Linked DNA regions of Pan troglodytes: region 1 is linked to region 2. The links are chromatin contacts, called in public HiChIP or PLAC-seq maps. All regions are on one chromosome and are shown on one strand. The core of a region is the stretch at or near the end of the contact, and the rest is flanking DNA. Distances in the headings are between cores, read along the strand shown. Region 1 overlaps ARID1B (AT-rich interaction domain 1B). Region 2 overlaps ARID1B (AT-rich interaction domain 1B).

Region 1 (5,096 bases), core at 2,459-4,958, 230 kb before region 2:
CTCCTGACCTCAAGTGATCTGCCCGCCTCAGTCTCCTGAAGTTTTGGGATTAAAGGCATGAGCCACTGCATCCAGCCCCGAAAAGCTAGATTTTTGATGTATGAAACATCTACACCAAGTAAGCCCTTTCAACATTTTAATATTAAGTAGACTCAATTTGTTCACTCAATTTTGTTCATACAAATCTGCTTTTTAAACAAAAATGAGGTTTCTGAAATAATTTACAACCAAACATAAAAAGAAACTTGTCACTTGGCAGTAAGATTCATTTATGTTATGTTTTTCTAAGAGTTTATAAACAACCTTGGTCAGCGTTTGGGATGAAATGATCCCAGTTACTGAAAGAGTTAAACCACGTATCATTTTTGTGGCAGGAAGGGCATAAGAAGCAACTTCCACAGAGTGGCACTTCAGCACTGCTGACGCAAAATGTTGGAAGACAAATCTTTCTTCTACAAAGAGGCCTTCAAGTTAAGTAACATCTCTGCACAGGCAGATAAATCTCATATGAAATGTAGGCTAAATGCCATGGTTTATGTTACCAACTATTTTTAATACAAATTCACTATTTTTAAAATGGGTAAATTGGTGAAAGTTTAAAGAATAAATAACCTGAGATAACTAGCTACAATCTACATGCAAAATCTGTCAAGCCATACACTTGCTTGACATCTCACTTGAATGTATTATTTATATCAAGACTACCTTTGGCAAACCTAGGGGAGCATAGGAACCACACACTCATTATATTAGGTAGGCAAAGTTTAACTTCAAAATTTGCCGTAAACTTGGCAAATGTTTGCAGCAAATAGAAATTACTGTTGGAGGGGCAGAAGTCATAAGTGACTCCCAAATAGATATGCCTTGTTGATATTTATTTGGGTTAACATTTTAAAATCCAAGACTTTCCAAATAACATAAAATAGTGACTGCAAACCACACTTAGATGTACCTACAACGTCAGACCCATTATGAGCAATGGCAGGTAAGTGTAACAGTAGAATATGCCAGGACGATGGGGAGAAATCTTTTACTCAACCCTTATTACACTGTTTCCAAATTGCTCCAGTTTATGTAAAATAATTTGTATTGTTTTCTTTTTTAATTGTACATATCCCTTCTGAGATACACAGAAAATTAAGCTTTTCCATAAATTCAGTATTCACAAAGCTAGGGAGTTAAAAGCCTGTAAACACAAAATTCACTGACCTGCATCAATTTAAGCACTATTAAAAGAGATTGCAGCTCAAAATCTAAAAAGAGCTGCTAATCCTGCTCTACAGATAGTAACCAATCAGTGTTTATCCTCACAATGCATTTGCTCTTCCTGTTAGGAAGCGCCGGAGTGAGGAGAGGATATGGAATACAAGAGTATATCCTAGTATGCAACTCACTCCTTCTTATGAAACACCTAAATAATAAATTCAACTTAATTTAAACTGTAACTGGGCCGGGCGCGGTGGCTCACGCCTGTAATCCCAGCACTTTGGGAGGCCGAGGCGGGCGGATCACGAGGTCAGGAGATCGAGACCATCCTGGCTAACACGGTGAAACCCCGTCTCTACTAAAAACACAAAAAATTAGCCGGGCGTGGTAGCGGGCGCCTGTAGTCCCAGCTACTCGGGAGGCTGAGGCAGGAGAATGGCGTGAACCCGGGAGGCGGAGCTTGCAGTGAGCCGAGATCGCGCCACTGCACTCCCGCCCCGCCCGGGCGACAGAGCGAGACTCCGTCTCAAAACAAACAAACAAACAAACAAACAAACAAAAAACTGTAACTGGCAAATGTCATCAGTTAACAACAATGATCAAAGTCAGAAATGTCCCTGCTATTATTTTTATAAAATCTGTATACAGATCACAAACACAGAAATTGCTACATGAAAATTTCTATGCATATTCACACGTGCGGTAAACACTACAAGGCATAAAAACAAACAGAAGAATGTTAATATTCAGAACTCTTCGAGGCCATTTCTCTTAAACATTTCAAAATACTTTTGGATTCTGTCTCTACATCAACACCGAAAACTGACCCTAACCCTAACCCTACGTTGTTATAATGGATCATCAATTAAATTTGCAGAATTCCAAAATTAAGTTGCTTTGAGTCTGATAAAAATACACACATAACAAGTTATAAGTTATCTGCATAAGAATTATCAACAATAAATTAGAATGTATGGTCAAATTATATAGTCCACAGAGTGAACAAAAAGTGTAAAACCAAAGTGGCCGTCGCTGATTGCTACTAGTTGGATTAAATGCATGTCTTGGTTAATCTACTATAGTTTCATGTGTTGTTTAGCTTATTTGAAAAAGTCGTCAAATGTTCCTAGATTGCAGATTGCAACATCCTACCTAAAACACCTGCAAGTGACCAAGAGACCACCCAGTGATCCCAAAGTCTCCATGGCAGAGACAGGATGAAAAGTAATATCCCGACAAGACTCTTCAGCATTTAATTAAGAACAGGAAAGCACAGGCAGGAGATGAAACTTTACAAGCCTAGGCGTTTCTCGGCTTTTAAAAAAATGCTGTGAGTTGGTTTTCCCAGCAAGGAAGGTTGATGAGCATGCACTTGGCTCCAAGAAGCAGCTATTACACAAATAGAATCCAAGTGCCTGGCTAAGCCGCCCAGCCTCGGTGCGTCGGGTAACAGCCAATGGCGGCGGCCTGCCAGCCTCGCCCCGCCCACCTCCCGCCGGCCCCGCCCCTCCACCTCGCCCCCTTCCGCGGCCCCGCCCCGCCTCCCCGCCCTGTTCTTGGCGGCCTGGGCTCCGCGGCCCTGCTGGCGTCCTTCGTCTGTAGTTCCTGGCTTTTCCACCGTCAGCCACTCGTTTTAATTACGCGAACGGGTTCCAACTCATCCAGCCTTTAAGTTTGGGTGGTGGTTTTGAGAGGGGGAAAGAGATGCACCAAAGGAAGTAGGGGAAAAATAAAACCTTAAGCGCTGGGCGCGCCACGCGGGACGCCGAGGTTAGGGGCGCGCGGCGAGGTAGGGGGGCGGCGGCGCGAGACGGCGCAGGGGAAACACTCGGTGCCTGCGTGAGTCTGGCCGCGCCGGCTCATGTGTACGCGAAGCTGTGTCAGCAGAAACTTTAGAAAACACGCTGTGCGAGCGGCCGCCGCCTCCCGCCTCCAGGAGGAGCCTGCGCTCGCCCGGAAGGGAATGTGGCTGCGGCCGGCGCCTCCCTCCGCGGGGTCCCACAAAGGCTCATCTGTGCGCGGCGCGGCGCCGTCGGAGGAGTCCGAGCCTGTTCAGTCAGGCTGAGGACGCGGTTGTTTTCGTCCCCCTGTCCCCGCCCCCACGAGCCTACGTGCGGGGTAGGGAGGGCGGCGCCGGAACCCCCGCCCGGGTCGGGCCGAAAGGAGCGAGCGGGGCCTGCCGGCAGAGGCCGCCGGGCTGCTGTGTGACTCGGTCCCCTCCGCGCTCGCCGCCCTCATCCTCGCCAGCGCCTCCGCGGCAGGGTTAATTCCGCCCGGAGCCTGGTGGTCCCACTCCCGGGGGATTCCGGGGTCCGTGGAATCACTGGTTCTCCCTTCGGAGGAGTTGGGCTTCTTCCGTGGGCGCGGGCGAGTCTCCCCGCTGTACCGCGGGGCCGGGGCTTGAATAAAACAAAAGAAACCAAGGCGAGGTGTGGACGCGCAGTGAGGACCGGAAAGCGAGGCCTGAGAGAGCTGGCGGCCTGAAAGCGGTCCTGCGTCCTTCACACCCTGTCTCTAAAATCCCCCTCCCAAGCGGGCCCTGGCCAAGAGTAAAAGCGCAGCCGAGGAGGGAAGGACGCCGCCGCCGCGCAGGCATCCGGGCAGGGACGGGTGGGCGGGAGATTCCGGGCCGCTGTTCAGGGCAAGCGCTAAAAGTTTCCGGGTCCCCGAATTTCTCATTTCTTTATCGAGTTCTGCAAAGAAGCAACGTTCCTTCGGCCATTAATATTGTAAGAATGTATCGTTTCTAGCCACAAGTTCCAGGTTCCTTTTTGTAAGAAAATTAAGGACTCAAGTAGATCAGCCAAAGAAACCACGTACAGCATAAACTCACGTACCACTCCTTAAAAAAATAATTTATTGAGTTATGACCAAGAGTTATATAAGGGGAGAGGTAACAAATCTTTGGTGAGGAAAAAGCGATGGAAAAAATATTAGAGAAGCATAATTTTGAGGAAATTACATATAGTTTGAAACCACCACTGTTTAATATTTTGACTCGCGATCTGAGTAGGAGAAATGACCAAGCTAGGCTGTTGTTTATGTGATGCCATCTCATTCAGTTCTACCTACTATTTATAGCTCCAACAGCATCAGAAAGAAAAACACATGCCTAGTGGCTAAAGCATTCAAACACAACCCCTTATTAAAAAGTTAAAGTTTGGGTTAATTAAAAAATAATAATTTCATATTAAATATATATTTTTAGGTTCCAATTTACAGTTATGTAGTTATATATTATCGCAATAAAAAGATCTGCCCATGGACTGGTTTTTGGTTTTGAGACATGTTTAAATTACATCCCTTACAGAGTGCTCAACTTGTATGGGGGTAAATGACTAACATAAAATGATGTTATCTACAAGGTTAAAAAGCAAGAATAAAGAACTAACTACATTTTAGGTCAGTTCTTCATCACAGAAGGAATGTTAAAAATTTATTTCCATCCAATTTATTTTCTAAATATTATTAATTTTCCTTAATAAAACATTTCCTGAAAGGCAAATGTGCTTGTTATGTCTATTCCCTCCTTCCTGAAATGACTTTCTCCTATCCCTCTAACAGCTTTGTCTTTTGCTACTTCTTCATCCTCCAAGTTGTGCCAGTTTGTTTCACTCTTTATTTATCTTTGCTAAAAGAGAAAGGCAGGGGGCGAAAAAACCCTAAAGTACTTAAGATTTTCAGATGGTTCTAGTTCTAGAAACATAATGGCTGCATATGAAGGGGAAGACAGGAGTCGTCCAGATACACCCAGATTTTCTTTTGGCTTGGTGGGAAGAATGAATGGCATGGTTGTGTCCTCGGCAATTTGACATGCTTGTGGTATATCCGCGGAGGTGACCCGCTGGCAGCAGGAAATACAGGTCATGGCACAAGTTGCAGGAGACTAA
Region 2 (4,644 bases), core at 1,693-4,192:
CTCCAGCCTGGGTGATGATGTGAAATTGTCTCAAAAAAAAAAAAAAAAAAAAAAAGAATGTGCCAGGCTCCATGGTTCATGTGAATGACTACGCCCAGACTCCCAGGCCTCCCAGGCCAAGGCAGGAGGATCGCTTGAGCCGCCCAGAATGTAAAGAGACCAGCCTGGGCAACACAACAAGACCCCCATCTCTACAAAGAATTTAAAAATTAGCTGGGCATTGTAGCATGCGCCTGTGGTCCCAGCTACTCAGAAGGCTGTGGTGAGAGGATTGCTTGGGCCCAGGAATTCAAGGTTGCAGTGAGCTATGATCATGCCACAGCACTCTAGGCTGAGCGACAGAGCAAGACTCTGTCTCCAAAAAAAGAAAAGAAAAAAAAAAGAATGCAATTTTACATGTCTTAGCAATAACAAAAAAGAAGTCTTTTTTTTTAAATGTTACCACTTGCTCTTCAGTGGCCCTTGTGAGAGACAGAAAGGTGGGCTTCCAGGCCACTCCAGAGCCTGATGGCATCTGAGTTCCTGGGGGCAGGGGTTACTTCCCTAGGTGATTCTGAAGCACAACTGGGTTTGAAAACCACTAGTTTAGTGGAAAGAATGTAGGCTTTAGCACCAGAAAAACCAGGTTATTGAACAAATTTCTAAATTCTACCAGTTTACTTGTCTATAAAATAGAGATAATGATGATGCTTTTGCAAGACTGTTGAAAGGATTGCAGATAATATGTGCAATGTGCCTTGGCACACATACTAGGAGTGCATTAATGGTAGTCATTATTACTATTACTATTGCTTTTTATTATAGCACTGTTATTTATGGCTCTTCTAAGTCTTTCTCTAAACCTACATTTCTTTATTTGAGAGGCAAGAATGAGAAGCAGCATATCTGTAAGAGTTTTGCCAGTCACTCCTGACTAGAACGACAGGCTGATTTCATGTTCCCCCAAGTATCAGTCCTATGCAGCCCACCCTTTTTGAAAAACCATGCAAGGCCGGGCCCAGTGGTTCAACACCTATAATCCTAGCTCTTCGGGAAGCTGAGGCAGGAGAACTGCTTGAGGCCAGGAGTCCAAGACCAGCCCGGGCAACACAGTGAGACCCCATCTCTGCAAAAATTTTGAAAAGTAGGCAGGCATGGTGGCATGTGCCTGTAGTCCCAGATACTCACGAGGCTGAGCTGGGAGGATTGCTTAAGCCCAGAAAGTCGAGCCATGACCGCACCGCTGCCCACTAGCCTGGGCAACAGAGTAAGACCCCGTCTCAAAGAAAAGGAAAAAAAATCCCACAATGCTCAGCTGCTGACTCACGGACACCCTGACATTTCTGCTGCCTCCTCTGCACCCAGCTGGCTGCTCTCCTTCACTGTGTGCACCAGGAGGACCACTCTCCACTTGGCCATCCTGACCTTAATGACACACCTGCCTTGCTTCTTCTCCAATCACAGAATTCCCTTTTGCCTTCTCAGGTGCCAGCCATGCCTCATGCCCCCACCCCGGTATTAATCTGATATTAGGGCTGTGCTGGCTGCTGCATCTTCCCAGGTAGGCATAAAGATGCTGTCATCACTGGATTAGCGCTCCTTATGCCTGCCATGCGAACTGCAGTCCACGAAAGCCCCCACATTCTACAAGACTGTGATAAGATACTTCCCCCAATTTTTTTTTCATTGTCCTCATTTGAAAAAGAAACAAGTCATCCTCGGATAAAAGGATAATTCTGCTTCCCCCATAGTCTATCATATCCATTAAGCACATTCCCTACACAGACATCCTAAGGACTAAACCTATTTTACACCCACGGAAAGAGCCAGGTATCTATGACAGCTCCCACAGCGCCTGTAACGGATGCTCTGACCCACGATATTTCATAAACCCTAATGTACACAGGAAAAGCTCAGCTTTGAAAGCTATACAAAAGCACTCATAAATTTCAGACTGCCCTAAGCACCCCTCCTTTTGCTAAGACACTAGCTGGAGTACCACTTCAGACCTATTATTCTTATAACAACAACCTTCCTTATGCATCTCGTCCTATCAGCCTACTCAAGCACCATGACTATTATTTATACTGAATTTTACACTAACTGCAAGTATGTTTATTAACAAGGCAAAGATAAATGTTCTTTAAAACTAGCTTTGTCTAATAAAAATCCAAAAATGTGCTATTAATTACTTTTATTCATCATTACACTATGATGAGTCTATGTTGCCCAGGCTGGTCTTGGACTCCTGGCCTCAAGCACTTCTCCTACCTCAGCTTCCCAAAGAGCTAGGATTACAGGTGTTGAACCACTGGGCCCGGCCTTGCATGGTTTTTTAAAAAGGGTGGGCTGCATAGGACTGATACTTGGGGAAACATGAAATCAGCTTGTCATTCTAGTCAGGAGTGATTGGCAAAACTCTTATGGATATGCTGCTTCTCATTCTTGCCTCTCAAATAAAGAAATGTAGGTTTAGAGAAAGACTTAGAAGAGCCATAAATAACAGTGCTATAATAAAAATACTCAGCTATTACAAAGCTTAATAACTCTCATATGAGTAAAGTTCTAAGTATCAATTCATTTCAAAATTCCAGATACAGGTCATACATTCATCTCTCCTTTTTTTAAAGATTTCTGCTTTTGAAAGACTCATCTAAATTGTCCACTATGTCAAAAGTATTTAATTCCTAGCATTAGGAAATAAACAAAAATTCAAAGATTTCAAAAATATAGTTTGGAAAGGAAGAGAAAGAGGAGAGTCAAAACGAATTAGCAATGCCCATAATAACAATGTCCTTTTTTAAAAGGACACGGTTCCAGAATTCCTACATTTATCTCTCTATCTCCATCTGTCAGTTGCTCTTCGGATCCTGCACATCAGCACATTGTGAACAGACGGTGGGTATTTTCACCCTGGACCAGGTAGAAAGCTTGCCTGCCTGTACACGCTGACTGCCTCCCTGTGTTATCTGTCCGTGTTCCGTTTGAATCCAATTTCCTTGCATTACCTCTGCCCAGGTCAGGGATGAATGGCCGTCAAATTCCCAGTGGAATAAAAAGAAAAACCCTTTTCTTCCTGAGGCAGCAAGTTTCAATTCACAGAGCACATGGCTAATCTACATATGTGAAGGTCACGGCACTTCAGTCAAAGAGGTTAAGAATGGAACAGCTCACGTAAGGGGTTGTCTTAAACATCTTGGCATGATGCCCAACAAGTGAGACTGTTGAAAAGCAATAGATAGCTTCTGGCAGCAGCAAGGGGAAAAATATTTTGATCATGTGATGCCATACACATTACCTCGTTTATTTCATGTGTGAAAGTTTGAGAGTCTCTGAAAAATACCACATATGCAAATCAAATCCAGATTTCAGCTTTACCAGTTTAGCCATGCTAGTACACCTTCCTCTGCATAAAATACATTTATATGGAATTTGTGGATGCACCAAGAATAAAACTTCAACATATTGACAGCCAGTTGGCTCAAATATCTTAACAGCTGATTACAACTTCTTTGCATTAGTTTTTCCATGAAGCATGAAACTACTTAGACTGGGAAAGGGTATTTAGACTAAAAAAGCATATTTTTTTAAGTTATCCAAATATAACTGTCTTAAATAAAATTCATCTTCTCCATCTTTCTCTATTCTTCTCTTTCTCACTAATAATATAGCAATAAGGAAAATTACAGAAACTTAATGCACAATAAAAGATAAAACACAAAACTGCTTACCTTTCAATTTCCCTCTTCAGAAGCTGGTGCTTCTAAGTGCTTGTGTCTCCGACCAATATCAGAGTGGAGGAGGAAGGACAGAGTCTTGCCATATACAATAGACATGGGTGAAAGAGGAAAAGTCAGGATTGCAGAGGGCATGTCTCTGCCTCCTGTATGCATGGCGCCTTCCTGAAATGCGTTCTGCATCAGCCAATTCAGGTTAAAGGCAGTTGGCACTAAGATGGGGGGAAAGGGATGATTTCCACACCCAGCAAAGTCATAAAAAGTATGACTGTAATTTTTAAAATTTTCCAACAGTCAACAATAATAAATACTTGTTTAATACATGAAGAAAATAAAGTAGAAGCAAAAGATCCATTTTACCAATTTGGAAATTGTCTGCCAGACACCCATTTCCTTCAACTCAAAATTCAGATTGCTTATGAGGCCAGAGTTATTGTCTGTATTTCTAATTAAATGGAATACTAAGTAAAATTTAAACACCCCACAAACTATCTTAATTAATTTAATCACCACTGTTTATTCAGTAATCTAAGGACATCACTCTATGCTCAACAATTAATACAATGTTTAACAATTTACAAATATTTTCTGGATATCTACTTCTGTGGTACAGTGCCCCTACACCAACGTCACTAAATGTTTACTGATGGTAGGAAAATTAAATTCTTCAATTATAAATCTTCTGAATTTATTTCCTCACCAGTTAAAAATATGACTGCTTAAAAAACAGGCAAACTACAGTAAACATTTTAGAATTGCTCAATAACTTACTTTTCCTAACACTGGACAAGGTAAAAACATATCAGGAAATTTGAAAACTGCCATGGTATGGATTAGAACTAAGCTTCAAATATAAACCTATTTGCTCTGAAAGACCGATAGGCTGCTAAGTAACTTGTTAAATTAACTAATAGAGAATTGCCTCTAA

What was found. HiChIP or PLAC-seq counts read pairs in DNA pulled down with a chosen protein or histone mark.
Region 1: an H3K4me3 HiChIP or PLAC-seq map of stem cell-derived excitatory neurons shows a contact between it and region 2, with 4 times the contacts expected there. The contact joins two enhancer-like sites. A contact is called at or near these places in 1 of 7 Hi-C or Micro-C datasets (stem cell-derived neural progenitor cells) and 1 of 1 datasets of contacts at active chromatin or transcription factors (stem cell-derived excitatory neurons).

Annotation. Positions count from the first base shown.
Region 1 is chr5:168,989,868-168,994,963 of NHGRI_mPanTro3-v2.0_pri, reverse strand. All of the region lies in intron 4 of ARID1B (AT-rich interaction domain 1B), which reads right to left. Among named protein-coding and RNA genes, the nearest start is that of ARID1B, 250 kb to the right of the region's middle. Within about 2 kb of position 3,708, at least 23 of the 24 cell types and tissues checked have an H3K27ac peak or open chromatin away from gene starts, as enhancers often do. A contact at or near this core is called in stem cell-derived excitatory neurons, where this site is marked.
Region 2 is chr5:168,758,714-168,763,357 of NHGRI_mPanTro3-v2.0_pri, reverse strand. All of the region lies in intron 1 of ARID1B (AT-rich interaction domain 1B), which reads right to left. Among named protein-coding and RNA genes, the nearest start is that of ARID1B, 15 kb to the right of the region's middle. Within about 2 kb of position 2,942, at least 2 of the 24 cell types and tissues checked have an H3K27ac peak or open chromatin away from gene starts, as enhancers often do. A contact at or near this core is called in stem cell-derived excitatory neurons, where this site is marked.